2 separate regions of the Zea mays genome follow, and region 1 is linked to region 2. Evidence: chromatin contacts called from public Hi-C data. All regions are on one chromosome and are shown on one strand. Each heading gives the region's core, a stretch centred on a gene start, on an enhancer-like site or on the middle of the called end of the contact. The rest is flanking DNA. Distances are from core to core; before and after follow the strand shown. Region 1 holds the start of LOC103649866. Region 2 has its middle 70 kb from the start of LOC103649866.

Region 1 (3,162 bases), core at 92-2,591, 70 kb before region 2:
CATGCCTTTCAGCAGCCCCTTTGCCCATGGTCCCAGATTCTTGACCTCTAATAAAATAAGATAATATATTTTCGTGAAGCGCAACACTTTATAACTAATGTTCGCACAATCGCACTTGCTTATACGATACGCTTGCTTACACGATACGGAAGGCATGACACGGAAACTAGTGGAACATATGAGGCTTTTTACAGAGACGAAAAAAACAGTTCCACTCGTAAAGAAGAAATACTACGTGGTAATCTGGTCCGAGTGCATGTGCATGAACATGTGAAGGAGACGTGAGAGAGAAGGGGTAGGTGGATCAGAGCACCGACATGACTGCAGCAATCGAACGGCCGACACTTGACTTGTTCTAACCAAGGTACTAAAAACACTAAAATAGAATAGCCGAGACATATGCGGGTTTACTTGACCGACGGAGAAGATCTACCGACAAGATCGTCGGTCACGTCGTCGGTCACCGAATAAACCGAAACGTCCAGAACTGGTGCTACGAAATCAAGCGCAAGAAAAAACAAACATATTAAACAGCCCAACGAATTTGGGTCGTGTAATCGATACTACTCGAATCCAATCCTACCACGCCTATCCATCGAATGAGCTGGCTGACGGCCGGGATCGCCTGACACTGGCGTTTCCACATACACCTAACTAAGGTACGACAGTACCAGCAGGTAATAGAAACAGTGGAGGCGGAGACAATAAAACACATCGGACAGTCTTCTAATAAAACACAGTAAAACTACCATGACTATGGTAAAGCTTCTTCCGAAGTGGAATGGATTGGAGCCGCCAATCGAGGTCGCCCGATCACAGTCCGACGGCCCGACTCCCCGACCGATCGCGCAGAAACGACAAACCGATAGCGCTACGAGACAGAGATCGCCAGTGGAGGCGAGGCGGGTGCGGGTGGTGGTACCTGGTGCGCTTTCGATCTCCCTCGCCGCGCCTCCGAGGTCGGCGAGCGAGTCACCGGAGGAAGCGGCGGTGACCGCCAGCCCCGCCGCCGCAAACACGGCCACCGCGGCAGCGGCGGCGGCGGAGGCGGCGCGGAAACCCATCGCCACGGCAGGAACCGCGCTCACGGCTCGCGGCGCCGCCCCGGCCGCATCTAGGGATCCCGGCGCGGTGTGGGTCGGCCCTGGCCCCTGGGAAACGGCGGGAGCGCGGAAGGGTGGGAGGGAGACGGACGAGGGGGAGCCGGGGAGGGGAGAGACCACCGGTCCACCGCTACTAGTGACACTGTCGCGGCGCGCCACGCCACTAGTGCCTGCGTCGGGCGGGACCCGGGGGTCTTGTACGCCCGCGCGGCGCGTGTGCGCTTCCCCGAGTGCCCGTAGCGGCGCGGCGCCGGTGACGTGTCCCCTGCCTTTCCGCGCCGCGTGCGACGCGGTACACGCGGCTGGGTCCCGCTCGGGGAACACGTGGGCGGGTGGTCCGGCGTGCCAGCGGGTGTGGAGGGGCCCGGGTGTCGCGGGGACGGGTGCACGTAGCGCTGGTGACCAGAGGGCGCGAAAGGGGCAGGACAGGAGGTGATGGAGGGTGGGACCCAGCCCGACCTCGTGTGGCTCCGTGGGGACTGGTGCCGGTCAGTTCAGACTGCCCTCAGCTTCCAAGGTAATTACGGGGTATGTTGTGGGCACTGCAGATGGATATGGGCCTATGACGCAGGGGTATTTCGGGGAGATGGTTAGGGTTCTGAGGGCAGGCGAAGTGACGGGAACAGTGGAGAGGGGTCCGGGAACGTGGAACGGGCGTCTCTGTCTCTCGAGATGCGGGCCCACCTGCATGATATTCTGTTAACAAACGTGTTCGGTAGTGGGCTGGTCACTACTCACTAGTGCGGGCGGGAGATGCAACGCTTTGGTTACTTTCAGATCACCTAGCCTTCCCTTTTGTGCGGCAACGAGTCAAGAAAGGTGGCCAGGCCACTCACGCATGCACATCACATTTTAACGGGTCGAGGATGGCCGTTAATCTTAAAAATCTTCCTGGAAACACGCGATCGGGATATAAGCCTCCTTGTCCTTGACGGAAAGGTAGAGTTACCTGTTTGCTTTGTAAAAAACCACTAGTAGCTCACATCAGTAGATCAGTCCTTACCTCACTTCTTATCTTATTATCTATTTCAAACCTCACTCTAAAAACAGTACAAAATAATACTTTACACGACACTTTACACAATCTTTACACTTAGAATGTATAAATAAAATTATACATTTTATTAGATTATGTGTATGTGTTTTGAATAAAAGGCTTATTGTAGGGGTTGCCTATCGTATTTCTACAGATTTGCAACCTAGTTTTGAGAGAAACACGTCACAGAGTTTGTACCCAAACTTTAACGGAGGGAGTTAAGTACCATGGCATCAACGAACATGCCCTTGCACTGTGTGATTGACACAGGAATTTCATTAAAAATCCACCCGTTTTGATATTTCCAAATGCACCACACCATGGTTATAACAATCTCCATAGACCATGGCTTCCATAACTCTGCGATGATTCTGCTTACTGCCAAGTGCAGATTAGTTGACCTGGGGGGAGTGAATCCAACGATCCGCCAACACCTCCATGCGAAGTTGCATCTCAGGAATAAATGGGGCTTAGTAGCATTCATGCCTACGCCTCTCCAAATACAGTGTCTTATGTATCTGTCAATCCACGCGATGACTGAACTAGGCAGCTTCAGTGAGCAGAGGTAGTAAGTGGGAAGAGAGGAAAACATCGAGATTACTATTTGCAATCTGCCTGCCTATGAGAGAAACAAAGAAGATGATATCCTTCTTTCATTTTTTCTAAATAATTAGTAGGAACGAATCAAGCTTTAGCTTGGTGATCCCCATAGGCAATCCCAGGTAAGTAAAAGGCAAACTTCCAATGCTGCAATTAAAAGTTTTGGCTCGCTAGCTCATCCTCTCATCTGATACATTGATGGGATATATGTTGGATTTCTAATAGTTGACATGCAAGCTAGTTGAGGTTGCAAACTAAATCAACATTCCTTTGAGGAAGAAGAGTTGTCTGGGCCATGCTTCCATGATTAAGATGGTGTTAGCGTATTGTATAATGGGGAAATCATGTCCACACCTGGTAGCTAGAGGCTTTTTGAGGAGGCCAAGCTCCTTAGCCTTATTCACAATAGCTCAAAGAAGGTAT
Region 2 (3,619 bases), core at 149-2,648:
AAGATGTATAGAATCAGCAAAGTCTAGGCGCCCAAGGTTAGCATGTCGTGATGTCTTGATATCATTTTGATAACGGTATAATAATGAATTCTAGTAACTATTTCAAGGTACATAAATAATTTGGAGCAATCCACCCCATGTAACTTTTTGCCTCCTTTGTTATCACTTGTGCCCAAGATTGTTTACACGAGAAGACATATTTCCTTGGATTTGTAACATATATTGTCTTGGATCAGTTCTTCCGTGAGTGTTTACATGGTTAGAAAAGGACATGCAAATAAAACTAGAAGTACGCTGTGGCAATATGAAAAGGTAACGAATTTGATGGCTACAGAGGTACATGGTATCCCATCATTTGAATGTCTCAATAAACTGGGTATTTTTAAAATAACTTTAGAGATTACGATATATATTTTGAGTTTAGTTGCAATTGTCTTATACATAGTTTGATTGCTAGAGAGGTACATGGTATCTGACATCATTTGAATGTTTCAATAAAGTGGATATTTTTTAAAATAACTTTAGAGATTACGATATATATTTTGAGTTGACTTGCAATTGTCTTATACATAGAAATTATAATTTGGTTGTTGTATATGGCACATATATTAGGTTTAGATCTAATCATGGGCCACTCAATCCGACCAACCCAACCCGATCCGTCCGGAAAAAAACTCGGCCCGATCCGATCCGACCAATGCAACGGGTAGGTATAGACCATAATTTTTGACCTGCAATAATTCATGAATTAGGTATGGGGCCATATTTTTTTACCCAAAATCCGACCCAACCCGAAAAAACCTGTGCCAAAGCCAAAAAATCCCAACCTAACCTGAAAAAACCCGATCCAACACTAGATACGGGTGGGGTACGAGCTATGCTAAATGGCCTATGACTCGATCTTGATCCGACCCGTTTGAACATGTTGAATTAGGCTAATAGTATGGGAAAGTGATTCGGGACAACGGATATGCTACTTTTCTATGGGCCTCAATCAAACCCGCTTACCTGCAGTCTCGCAATGGTGCAACGGGCCAGGCGTAGGCCATCGTGTAGTAATGGGGCTTTATGGAGGGCCAGTTTGATAACTGTAGACCCACTTATTCGGTTACACCAGAAGAGGATTAAATCTCTCTACGGTCTAATTTAGGTATTTTAATATTGATTTCAATCCATATGTATTAAGATGGATTAGTATGTAACCTAAACTAATTTACACCTAATTTACCTCAATATATATGAATTGCGGTCAATATTAAAGTACCTAAAAAAGTCTTAGAGAGGATTTAATTCTCTCCAATCTTATTTTGGATTGATGTAACCAAACAAACATGGCAGAGAAGCGTCCTGTGGCTCAGCCTGGCGTTCCGTCGGCCCAAGGCCCACGTATTACCGGAGGACGAGGGTTTGGGCCCTCTGCAAGTCCTTTTGCATCTACCACGGAGGGAAAGAAAAAAGAGCGAGCCACTGCCTGTCCATTGTTTTGATGATACAAAAAAGTCAAACTTTTGAAACCAACCAAGAAAAAACATGACTTTAGGGCCTGTTTGTTTACCCCCAGATTATATAATCTGGATTAAATAATCCTAAGAAGCAAACAAACAGTCCAGCTTATTTGCCCAGATTATATAATCTAACCTCTTGGATTATGATAATCCATAAGCAAGTGAGGAGGTGCTTATTTCACATTATTTTTTTTCCCACTTTCCCACTATCCTTTCAAGTTTCCTATAAATTACCCACCATTGCCATTATAATCCACCAAATCGTTTTTGCGCCTATCGGATCGGAGAAGCCCGCCGCCCAACAGAAACCCGCCGCCTAGCCCCCACCCCCCGCGCCCCGCGGCACAGGATCCCGCCGCCTGGCACTCTGACGCGTCCCGCGCGCAGCAGATTCCCGCCCGCCGCTCCGACGCGTCCCGCGCCCCACGGCACAGGATCCCGCCGCGCCGTGCCAACGGGACGGACGTACGACGGGGCCGGCCGATTCCCGCCGCAGATCAGCTGGGGCGCCTAATTTTTCTCTGCAACTGTCCTGCCGAGATCCAGAGTGCGACCATCTAATTGCTACAATGCTACTCTATCTACAGGTGTATTGTGATGGATCCTCCGTCGGAACCAACAGACATTGAATCAGGAGTTGGTGATGTTACGGCACCTGAACGAGGCAAACCAACCATGGTACGTGGTTCCATGACGGCAGGTCGTCGTGGCGCAGGATTTACACTGGCAGGGCGTAGTGCCGGTCGTGGCACTAGTTGTGTGATACGCGGTAGTAGGAGTGCCGGAAGGAGCATTCGTGGTGGCCGAAGTGTTGGTATTGACATCGATTTAAATGCTCAAGGTCGGGAAGATAATGAACCAATTGAAGTTGAAGCTGAAATTACTGCAAATAATTCGGTGAGTAATTTTCTAACACATGGCCATTGCTAATTTATAGACATTTGTAATGTTCATATGTGATATGCTTGTATATATATTTTCGTATAGAAGGAGAAATATGACAAGGCAGATTGGTCATCCATGAATACTAGAACTTTTTGTGAAATATGTGTTGAAGAGGTTGAAGCTGGTAACAGACCAAATGGAACACTAACTACTTCAGCGTATAAAAATATTTGTGTTAAGTATCGACAAAGAACTGGTTTGCTTCACAGCAAAACTCAATTGAAGAATAAGTGGGATTTACTGAAAGGGCTTTACAGTTTTTGGCTTGGTCTAAACAAAGATACAGGACTTGGATGGGATTCTAAGCTAGGGACTGTGATTGCAAGTGATGAATATTGGAAGAAAAATACAAAGGTAATAACATATTAGTTAAAGTTATATTGTACTTGTTTTAATTTCTTTCATCTATGATGTAGTACTAAATATTGTAATTGTTATACAGAGGCATCCTGATTGGAAGAAACTGAAATATGGCCCTCCAGAAAATGAAGATTTCATGACACAAATGTTTGAACATATTGCAGTGGATGGATCTACATCATGCGCTCCAGGTGAATTTTATGATGTGGAAAATCATGAGACTGAGGTTGATAGTATTGATGGAGTTGATTTTGGCACATTTGAGGCAGACTGTGATGCTCAATATGATGAATTTGTGTCTCCTTTTGCTAGTGGCAGCAAGTCAACTCAGTCGAAGAGAGGCGTCTCAACTTAGTCAAAGAAAAGAGCTAGTCCTACTGTTGTTAATAGCCCACTGAAGCGCTCAAAGAATCCCATGGTTAAGGTCATGATTAAGATTCATAATACTTTGGAGATCAATTGCAATATTTCAAACAAAGTAATGCTTGGTGAGTATAGGTATGAATCAATAAGCAATATGTTCAAACTGGAGAGCGCGCGACAGGATAAGGTGTTAGACGATCCTTGCATTGAATGCTCCTGCGATCCGGTCGGCTGGCGAGGCGATCTGGCCAAGGTTGCTTCTCCGTGAAGCCTGCCCGAGCTGGTCCTCGGGCGAGTCGAAGGTGCGCCCGTTGCTTGAGGAGACCCTCGGGCGAGGCGTGAATCTACCTTGGTCTATCGTTCCTGCACGAGGCTGGGCTCGGGCGAGGCGAGGTCGTGTCCCTTGAGTGAACGGAGCCTTGACCGGAATTGCGCCCATCAGGCCT

The links. A called contact is a pair of places that touch in the nucleus more often than the background predicts.
Region 1: a contact with region 2 is called in a Hi-C map of leaf, with 7 times the contacts expected there. The contact joins the promoter of LOC103649866 here to the enhancer-like site in region 2. A contact is called at or near these places in 3 of 25 Hi-C or Micro-C datasets (ear, leaf and tassel).

Annotation. Positions count from the first base shown.
Region 1 is chr3:25,903,933-25,907,094 of Zm-B73-REFERENCE-NAM-5.0, reverse strand. It overlaps LOC103649866, which reads right to left and starts at 1,341. Exons shown (of 9, transcript XM_008675565.2): 1 at 923-1,341; 2 at 1-47. The coding sequence starts at 1,064.
Region 2 is chr3:25,833,825-25,837,443 of Zm-B73-REFERENCE-NAM-5.0, reverse strand. No RefSeq gene overlaps it. Among protein-coding and RNA genes, the nearest start is that of LOC103649866, 70 kb to the left of the region's middle. Within about 2 kb of position 1,398, at least 17 of the 20 cell types and tissues checked have an H3K27ac peak or open chromatin away from gene starts, as enhancers often do. A contact at or near this core is called in ear, leaf and tassel, where this site is marked.